2 separate regions of the Sus scrofa genome follow, and region 2 is linked to region 1. A link is a contact called in public Hi-C data. All regions are on one chromosome and are shown on one strand. Each heading gives the region's core, a stretch centred on a gene start, on an enhancer-like site or on the middle of the called end of the contact. The rest is flanking DNA. Distances are from core to core; before and after follow the strand shown.

The links. A called contact is a pair of places that touch in the nucleus more often than the background predicts.
Region 2: a contact with region 1 is called in a Hi-C map of subcutaneous adipose tissue, with 1.9 times the contacts expected there. The contact joins the promoter of SRSF4 here to the promoter of TAF12 in region 1. A contact is called at or near these places in 2 of 5 promoter capture datasets (fetal liver and liver), 4 of 47 Hi-C or Micro-C datasets (embryonic fibroblasts, heart right ventricle, retroperitoneal adipose tissue and 1 more) and 1 of 2 datasets of contacts at active chromatin or transcription factors (alveolar macrophages).

The regions. Positions count from the first base shown.
Region 1 is chr6:85,639,792-85,644,838 of Sscrofa11.1, forward strand. TAF12 (transcription initiation factor TFIID subunit 12) reads right to left here and starts at 3,296. Exons shown (of 6, transcript XM_021095678.1): 1 at 3,167-3,296. It overlaps LOC110261125 (a long non-coding RNA gene), which reads left to right and starts at 3,341. Exons shown (of 2, transcript XR_002344955.1): 1 at 3,341-3,595.
Region 2 is chr6:86,089,342-86,094,976 of Sscrofa11.1, forward strand. It overlaps SRSF4 (serine and arginine rich splicing factor 4), which reads right to left and starts at 3,262. Exons shown (of 6, transcript NM_001077216.1): 1 at 3,156-3,262. The coding sequence starts at 3,262. It also overlaps a transcript of MECR not described here.

The sequences.
Region 1 (5,047 bases), core at 2,046-4,545:
TGCAGAGGTGTGGGTTCAATCTCTGACCCAGCACAGTGGGTTAAAGGATCTGGCATTGCTGTGGCCATTAAAAAAGAAAAAAAAAAAAAAAAAAAACCTAAAAGGTTTCACCCATCTTGCTATGTATTGGTGACATCCTATAACCATTCTTATTACTACAGACATTAAAAAAAGAACAGTGGAGTTCTCTTGTGGCACAGCCAGCTAAGGATCCAGTGTTATCGCTGCAGTGGTTTGGGGTGCTGCGATGGCTGGGGTTTGATCTCTGGCCTGGGAACCTCCACATGCAATGAGTGTGGCAAAAAAAGAAAAAAAAAAGACTCAAGTCAGCTGGGCTGAGTGCTATCCTAGTTCTACCACTGGGTTATGTGAGCTCCTTTTAACCAGAATTTCTACATAATTAGAAGGACCAGGCAAATTCTAAAGTTCCCTCCAACTCCAACAACTAGTATCTAAGATTTAAAATTAAGTCTGTATGTACTGTTTTTTTTTTTTTTTTTTTTTTTTTTTTGGGTCTTTTTGCCTTTTCTAGAGCCACTCCTGGCACATATGGAGGTTCCCAGGCTAGGAGTCTAATCGCAGCTGTAGATGCTGGCCTACGCCACAGCCACAGCAACTGGGGGTCCGAGCTGCGTCTTTGACCTATACCACAGTTCATGGCAACGGGGGATCCTTAACTCACTGAGCAAGGCCAGGGGTCAAACCCGCAACCTCATGGTTCCTAGTTGGATGTGTTAACCACTGCACCACGACAGGTATGTATTGATTTTAAAGTTTGTCTTCTGCTTCCAACACACCTGTTTCATGGTACTGGTTGTAAACACAGCCGATATATTGTTTCCAAAGTACTTAGGGACTTCCCCCAAACACCTTGAGTAAAAAGTACTATGTTCTTTGAATTCATGAACCTGTGGCAGGTTTGATCCCAGGTCCAGTACAGTGGGTTAAAGGATCTGCGTTGCTGCAATTGCAGCATAGTTCGCAACTGCAGCATGGGTTTGATCCCTGGCCTGGGAACTTAAACATGCCTTGGTGCAGCTGTGGCGGGGGGGGGGGGGGGGGGGAGGGATAACATGTTCTGGAGTTTCTTTGTGGCCTAGTGGTTAAGGATTTGGCATTGCCACTGCTGCAGTGAAAGTCTGATCCTTGGTTTGGGAATTTCTGCATGCCATGAAAGCAGCACCCGCCTCCCCGGGACCTAAAAGTAATATGTTCTATGTTCATATCCACTCTAACACAATGATTCTCTATCAGGTACATTCTTAGAAATCCTATTATAATAATTCAATCAATGCTAGAGCCACAAATGAGTGAAATAAGTAGCACATTTTCCAAAGATAGATGAGGATGCAATTTTGCTGATGGGCAAACTGAGACAAGGCGAGGAATCCACTTAGAAAAGCAGAAAAAACTTCAAACACCTGAGTTTGACTGGGTCTGGGCCACTTAGTACCATGTGATTTCAGGGAAACATTTAACGTCTCTGCACTGATTTCCTTATCTGTGCCATGGGATTAACAATATCTAACTGGTGGGGCAGTAAGCAGTAATTAAATGATTTAATACTTGAAAGTGCTTATGATGGTGTTTGGTTAGTCTGAGTAAGTTTCAGTAAAAGGTATTATTGAAGAAGGGAAGTGACTAGTCCAAGTCTCTCCACCATCCTTATCTGAAAGCGGCTATTTCCAGTAAATGCTTATGCTAAAAATACAGGATACAACTTACCTATATGAACTTTCTAAATGACTATTTTTGAGAGGGAAGGGGCTTCATTTAATGGTTTCCTAACTGGTAAGTGACATTCACTGCATCAATGTCAATACAGTAACAAGACTCAAAGTACTTAAATCTGTAAAAATTTCCCTCTTGAGTTTGAAGTTAGAGCAAAGATTCTAGAAGCATGTTTTCAAGGAGTATTAACCGAGCCTCTCCCATTTGCTATGCAGAGCAGGGTACTGTAACAAAATTTCCATCTAATCAATCATTGACTCAGTGTAACCCTAAGCCCTGTTTGGACTTTAGCCTCCTTAGAGGTAAAATATGAGTTTATAAAAGATGATCTTGGGAGTTCCCTGGTGGTCTAGTGGTTAGTACTTGGTGCTTTCACCGCTGCTGTTCCAAACCCTGGTCTGGGAACAGAGAAACAGATATCCTCCTACATAAAGCCGCTGCAAGCCCGGGGGTGTGGGGGGACGCCTGATATTTCCGGGGTCTCTCCATCTCTGTCATTCTCTTCTTTGAAATGCAGAGATCTATGCTAAATATCGGAGTTGAGTGGAATGGGATTTAAAGCACTTATAAAGTACACAACTGAGTTCAAACTGCTTTAACTTCACACCAGTGCTACTCCTGAAGGAGCAGAAAACGAAGATGCTTGGCTTCCTAGATCGTTCTGACACGATAAGCCTGCCAAAAGCCAAATAGGCAGCGTGAAGGAGTCGTCTTCCCCTGAATACATCCTTTACCATTCCCGGTTCAGAGAATATGAGGGGATGGGGGAAGGATCACTATGTCTTTTTCAAACTCTCTCCCCTTCCCTTGGAGGCTGATCTACTTACAGACACAGCCCCTTACACTCTCCGCTTTTAGGATCTCAGGTCCTCATAGTCCTGTTCCCTCAGGTACTTCGGAGTCTGCAAGCCCCGATCCGGTCCCCAAAGAAGCGCGTCTTCACTGCCCGCTCCTGTTCTTCCCAAACCCAAATGTTCTCTTACCGCTCCTGCCTCTCAGGAACCTGTCTTCGCTGCCCTGTTTCTGAATCGTTAGAAGCCTGGGTCTTCACTGTTCCGCTTCTGCCGCTTAAGAGCCCAAGTCCTAACAGCTTCGCTTTTACCTCTCAGGAGTCCGTGTCTTCACACCCCGTTCAGTTCCGACCCTCTCCTCTTAGAAGCACGGATCCTCATAATCCTATCTCTCTCAACTCGCTTTCCCTTGCGTGCGGGAGAACTCACATCCATCCCGGTTCCCTAAGTCCCGTCTGGAGCCCAGGTCCCCACAGCCGCGTCTTCTCCGATCCCCGAGCCCCTCAGTCCCGTCCCACGAGCCTGATTCCTCACACAGCCCAGTCTCCTTCACAATTTGGCTCTTCGAACACTGACCACTGTGGTCTGGGTCCTGACTCCCTCCTCCCGCTCTTATTCCTCAACTGCCAGGGCCCAAGACTCACAGGCAGCAGCGTCTATCTCCCCATGATATGCGGAGACTGCCCCAGTGAAGCGTTCGTCTCAGCAGCCGGTCCGACTGCTCGGCCCTCCCCGAGTACTTCCGGCACCGCTCCCCGCCTCCAACCCGGAAACGCGCGGCTCTTCCGGCTGGCGGGCGCGCGCCTGCTTTGCGCAGGCGCAGACTGCTCTCCGACACGTGGTCGCCGTTCTGCGCTGTAGCTCAGTTCTGGTGGTTAGGTTTTTTCGGCTTGTGGTTAATGGGCAGTGTAAGCAAACTATGCGCTTTGTATTCTGGCGGTACGAACCCTGCCCTAGCTATTTCTTTCCGACTCTGCCTGCTGTGTATATCGCTATCATGACCAGCATTGACGTCCTCGGATGGCTTAGAGGTCGCCATTTTTGGTTGGTGTCTTTGTCGTGCTATCAGGAAGGTAATAACTCGTGGGACAGCAACACTCCATAGATATCCCGTTGGACCCCAGCAGGAAAAATCTGAGGACAAGGGAGACCGATTGGGTTATGACTGTGAATAGGCAGTTAATAATAATAGTAATAATTGAGCCCTTACTATCTGCCAGAAATTTTTCTAAACCTACGGTAAATCATTTTAACGATTTAAAGGAAATCTGTGAGATTAAGCAAGTTAAGTAGCTAATAAAAGCAGAGTCTCAAATTGAACTCACAAATTCTCACTCCAAAGCCTGAACTGTACTTCAACCATTAAACTGATGCCTTTGGTTATCTCTTCCATCAAATGCATGGTGACAGTTGCTTTATTTATGCTATGCTAGATGCTAGGCATATAAACAAAACACAATTCCAGCCTCAGTCCCTTTGGAGCCCAGGTCCACACACTAAGATGGAGAACCTGCAAACATAAAGGAGAGTACAAAGTGCTGTGACAGCCCAGAGTGAACAGCAGTAACTGTCACAAGGAAAAGCTGTCTCCTACCTGAACTGATGCAGCAATTTGCTCTCCCTTGTCTTCTTTTTCTTTTTCTTTCTTTTTTTTTTTTTTTTTTTGGCCATTCCTGTGGCTTGAAGAAGTTCCCTAGGCCAGAGGTGGGACCCATGCCCCAGCTCTGACCATAGCTACAGCAGTGACAGCACCAGATCTTTAATCCCCTGAGCCATGAGGGAACTTCCCCTTCCTGTCTTTATATCTTGCCATCTTCATCCCACCAAATTCACAATCCTCCCTTACACTGTCACAGATCCATGTTCACAGATTCCAGGCCCTTTCACCATTAGGCTTCGAGTTATCGTCCTAGTCTTATTTCTCTGCCACTGATCCCTTCATTCTTTTTTTTTTTTTGACTTTTTGACTTTTTGACTTTTTGCCTTTTCCAGGGCCACTCCTGCGGCATATGGAGGTTCCCAGGCTAGGGGTCCAATTGGAGCTGTAGCTGCTGGCCTACACCACAGCCACAGCAACATGGGATCTGAGTCGTGTCTGCCACCTACACCGCAACTCACGGCAACACCGGATCCCCAACCCACTGAGCAAGGCCAGGGATCTAACCCTCAACGTCATGGCTCCTAGTCGGATTCTCCAACCACTGAGCCACTATGGGAACTCTGATCCCTTCATTCTTCTAAGGAGTCTGGCATACCATTTTTGTTTTTGCACTGCTCTTCAGTTTAAATATACATTCATGCATTCAAAAAATGAATGCTCATTTTATGCCAAGGCTTTTGCTGCACATATACTAGTAGATAAAACAGACATCCTTGTCATTAAAGAGTTTACAATCTGGAGTGGGGAAACGAACCACTAGCAAAGACACAAATGAGGAAAAAAATATCAGAATAAACCAGACGTACCTAGCTGAGTAATGTGCTAGCAAAGAACTTATTCAAGGACCAGGAGAAGATGACTGGAG
Region 2 (5,635 bases), core at 2,012-4,511, 450 kb after region 1:
GCTGGAGTGAGTTAGTGTGGTAGATAGGAATGTATGAGATCGAGATCTGAAGGGGATCTGGACTTGTCTATATTTGGTCTTGGGAGATTTACATCATGTTTGTAGTCCCAAACTGAACCATCTTTCTAGGAATTCTCTAAAAGATAAACTAGATTACGGTTTTCCGGTACAATAAAAGCAGGTAATGAACTCCTGTATACACCTCCCTTTTCCTAATCCCAAAAAAAGGCCCATAGAATGTTCTTCTGGATACTAATCTCCTTTGGAGAGTGCATTTGCTCCCTCATTGGGTCAACTTTCTATTATACCACTGATTCATGCCTATTTAATTCTGAACCTCACCCACAAGCCTTCAGCTCAACATATCTGTCTATTGATACATCTCACCTCTACAAATCTGAACTCTTCAGCAATTCTTCAAAGCCCCAACCATCCAAAATCTGCTTCTGAGTTTCAATTGCTAATAATTGCGAACCAGATATGTTAAAAATGCTCAAGGGGCCATCCTTCATAAGTTTCCAGGACTATAAGCTTATACATGCTAAATTATGCCATCCTTTCAGCCTCCTCTGCACTTCTGTCATCTCATACAGTCCACTCTTGCTTGAAATACATCTATACCATTGGTCCCTTGTTCAAAAGTCATCTTCCTCTTCAATAATGTCTGAATGCTGCTAGGAGGTGCACCTGTTTTGGTGACTGTCACACCTGCCTTCAAATCCCTAAAATGCCTTCCCATTCCTTATTCTCTTGACTTTCAATCACAGATTTCATGCATATCATGGTTTAGCAGCAGAACTGTAAAAATGAATCACTTCCCCAAGAGACCCACGTATTCAGGGTCCTGGAAGGATTGGTCCTTCCTCTTACATCACCATTTCTCAGGTTGCTCAATTACTCCCTCCAGAGCATCTGAACTCCTATCCATAATTTTGAATGTTTAGTGTAAAATCTTAAAAGTTACTTCTGATTTATGTTGTTCAGCTTCTAGGTCATTCATGAGACTCAATCCAAGCTGGACTGTTTTATTGTTTCTCAAAATTGTTCCTTATTCGACCATCACCAGTTATGACATACACTATTCCCAGACACTTCGCTTCAAGCCCCAGTCAAACTGTACTTCAAAGCCCATTTCAAACAAATCTTTTCAAACAAACTATTCTAAGTTCCACTTACTGAGTTTACACTGAGGGCAAGAATTTCTTAATTTAAAGTGTGTGTTATAAGCACTTAATTTACACAAGAGCAGAACTGTTTTTCTGCCTCCTCCCCAATTCATTTAGCACAATAGCAGGCACATTCGTTAGCAACACAGATGATCCATTAATTACTTTTCCCATTAACATCAACAATCATTTCCTAAGTAACCTTAGAAAACAGACTTCAATCATTACCTGAGGAACCTTAGAAAACAGACTTCACCAAATATGCTTCACACTATTAAACACTCAACAAGCTAAGATGTGTCTCCTTATGATCATGGTCAAATCCCTTTGATTATAGCTACCATTTACAGCAATGAGCCAAATGCTTTACAATTATTACCTCTAATCTTCCTTTTCCTTGTGGATGAGGAAACTCAGAATCAGAGAAATAACTGGCCCACAGATAGTAAGTGGTGAAGCTAAGATTTGACCCAGGCCTGCCTGATTTCAAAACCTAAGCTTTCCTTACCAAATTTAATTATCCCGACAACTTAATTGGGCTCTAAAGAAAATCTGTAAGTTTAAACTCCATTCTCGATCATTCAGATATATGATACATATCACAATAACAACCTCCGGCCCACTTTATCTAGTATAAGAACTGAAACAAGTAATTTCCGTACAAAACAAGTAATTTCCGAAGACTTCTACTCTAAAAGAAATCAGTATTCATAATAAACACTTGATGACACTTTCCTTAGCAAGAAGGTGATTCTGCCTAACAATTAATTTGAAATAACTTTTTAAACCTAGGCAACAGTTTGAGTATACTGTAGCTTCCAGTTTTTTTCAAATGTGCAACTCAGGTATTTTTCTTAACTTCTCAAATGTTAGTTGCTAGCATTACATTGGGAGTAAACTGTACCCATAACAAACTTGTTGCAAAGCAGGTCTTAAAAAAAAAAAAAAAAAAAAAGCCAGAGTTCCTCTTAACACCCAAGGTTTAGTACACTAAAATGTCCCCCTTACTCCTTTTATTTTTGTATATCCATGCCTTTGTATACCCGCTAACATTTTCTGGTTCTCACAGTTTCCCCTTGTTGATTATCTTCTCCAGGCCTGACTCCTAATCTGTTTTCCCAGAAACTTGTAGCCCCTGTGGGCCCTGCTCTACCAAAGTCAATTAGGAATACAAGCAACAGAACACACCCGGATAGGTAGCAAGTTAGCAGTTTCAAGCTGTAAGTCTCCGTTTACATCAACTAGTTAACTAGTTACCGGGGCCATTATTCTCTAACAAATTCTACAAAGACAAAGCAATTTTTTTGCCAAGTTAGAGAACGGAAACCACAGCATGGAAACTTCGTACGCAGTCTTAAAGATAGCATGCTAAGACTCTAATTTATCCTTGTAGAGGGAACGGTGAAGGCTTTCGGCACCACACACGCCGATACTTTCGAAACTGTCACTAGACTACTCAAACCAGAGTCTCCCGCTCAAAAAAGTGTAGCACAGGGCAAGTCTAAAAAGGGTGTCCCTTCAGAGCTCCCGTCCCTGGGAGAAATGCGCTGTGATCATCTGATCCATTAAACTGGGTAAGAAATGAAAAGGGAGCAGGAAATCTGTTTATTTCCAGCAGCCCTTAGAGCGGGAAAGGTCTGTCTCTACCGGAGATCGACCAGGCCCTGGGAAGGAAAAAGCCAGGCCTCCCCAGCTGTCCTGGAGCTGTGCCCTCCCGCCCGGAGTCCCAATCCCACTCGGGTTTTCCTTTTCCCCGTCCCACTCAGAGCCTCACCATCGCTCCCATTATCCCTCCACCACCCCCACCCGCGCAGGCGCAGTGGGAACCGGGGCCTACCCGCGCCCCCGAGGCGCCGCGACTATGGCGGAGCGGGAGCAGGCCGGTAGGCGCTCTGCGCGGGGTAGGCGTCCCTCTCCCGTCACCGAGGCCTCCCCGCCACCGCCAGGGTCCCATCCCCACCCAGCCAGCCCCTCCTCCGCCCTCCTCACCCGTTCTTCAGATCCACCTCTAGGATCTTCCCGTAGCCCTTAAAGAAGCGCTCCACATCGCGCTCCCGGGCCTGATAGCTCAGGCGGCCGATGTACACCCGCGGCATCCCGGCAACTGCGGCGGCGGCTTGGCCCGGCCCCAGCCCCTTAGGCGGCGGCCGGCGAAGCGAGAGCGCGGCGACGGCGGCGGCAACGGGCGGGCGGCGGGACGGACGCAGCCGAACCCGGCGACGTACGCGAGCACGCAGCTCGCGAGCACGCGCCTCCCCCGCCCGCCCGCGGAGAGTAACGGGGGGGGGAACGCGCCTTCTTCCCGCCCTGCCGGAGGTGGAGGCGGGGCCTGTCCGGAGGCGCGCCGGCGCAGGGCGGGACCAGGTGATCGACAGGCGGCGCGGGGGTACATCCTCTCGCGAGCTTGGCGCGAGGGGCCTGCGCCGCTTGGCGCAGCCCGCGGGCTTCGCCCCTCCCCCGGAAGTGTCCACGTCCCCCTCCTTCCAGCCCTGAGAGCATTGCTGCTTTTGTCCCTTGAACCCGGAGCTGTATCGACTCTAGAGCAGATTTGGAATTAAACCTGGCTTCTAATTGTCTGTGACCTTGAGCTCATTACGCGCCTTTCGGCTTCGTCTTCTCTGTAAAAGGGGGATTAGTAATTCCAGCCTTCCAGAGTTGTTCCTAGCACCTCGTAAGTGCCCAATAAATAATAGCAATATTATTTTAAAAATAGGACAGTTTGCTTCAGTGGAAGCAGTGTGCAAAGTAGAGACTAGAACTTTGGAGCTAGATTAGGCTTGTCACTGGCTAAATTATTAAATTACCAATTTAATCTATTTTCTGACTTGTAAAATTAGAATAATTTATCCCATCTCAGTGGACTACCAGGGTAACTAAGAGAGTATGTGGAAGGGCTTCAGTATCTGGGACGTGGTAGGAGCTCAGTAAATATTGGTTCCCTTCTCTCCTACCCAGTTTATCTAGAATCACAAAGGAGTTTTGTTTCTTTGCTGTTTTTATTTACTTCAGAAATTATATTTTGAAAGGTAATTCATTAACTGGTTCAAATGATATACAGTGAAAAGTCTTCCCATCTCTGTCCTCTGGCAGCCTAGTTCCCCACCCTCCACTCCCTGAGAGGCCCACACAATATAATCAATTTCGTAAATGTTCTTTGAGGTATTTTACACATGTAAAGCAACTTGTGGTGTACCACACGTATGGTTCTGCATTTAATATAATTTGAAACTCATTCTGTAAGAGTACAAAAGGAGCTTCCTCAGGATTATTTTTATGGTTTATAATATGCCATTTTATACACTGATTTGTGTAATCAGTGCCTAGGAAAGGACATTGAAATAGATTCAAACCTTTGGTTATAACTGCTTCAGTGAGTAGTTTTGTATACATATATATATGTAGGATCTATTCCTAGAGATAAGATAGTTGGATCAAAGGGTGTGGGAGGGCAGTTTTGATAGATTTGCTCGATTTTCCATAAGTATCTGTTTCTCCATCTCATCATCACATTATCAAACATCAATCTGATAGCTGAAAAATGGTGTCTCAGGATAGTTTGTAATTACCTTGAGTGAGTCTTATTTCCTATGTGTAAGAGACATTTTCCTTTTTGTGTCTGTTTATATTTTTTGCCTGTTTTTCTTATTGATTTATTATATAATTAGGAAAATGAGCTCTGTCAAATGAGTTGCGAACTTTTCCTCAGTGTGAGTTTGCCTTGCAAAAACAAAGGATGTTTATGGATTGAATTTATCCATCCTTTATTTTTCTTTGATTCTGGATTTTGCATTGTAGTTTGAAAGGCCTTCCTCACTTAGGTAAAAAAAAATTTTTTTTTAAAAAAACCAGTCATTTGTATATTGTTACTTCTAGGACTTTTTTTTCTGCTATGCCCGAGGCATGCACAAGTTTCTGGGCCAGTGATGGAACCTGTGGCATAGTAGTGACAATGCCAGATCTTTAACTACTAGGCCACGAGGGACCTCCTAAGACTTATTTTTATGTTGCAATCTTTGCTCCATTTGGTATTTAGAAAAGTGTGAGGATCATAGTTACTATGAAGAACTGATGCTGACCTTGATTGTTACATAATCTGGTCAACCTGGGGAAAGAGCACCCCCCTTCCTTGAGAGGAAATGTCTGTCTCCAAAACCTGCTTCTCCTCTGGAGCTCCCTAACTCAGGGAGTGGCATCTCTTTCTAGCAAGGTGCCCAAGTTCAAACTTCAAGCACCACATGCATTCTGTCCAGTTGATTCTCACTTCTAAATACTCAAGAATCCATTCACTTCTCTCTACTCCCACTTAACTAAGCTAGTTAAGGCTTGGTCATATTGTTTACACATCAAGGCTTTAAAATTAAACATGCTGCTCCCTCTGCCTGGAATATGGATGACTTCTTACTCAGGATTTAGACCTTCTTTGCCCACCTTCTCTGAGTACCCTCATCACTATGATATTGTTATTTTTT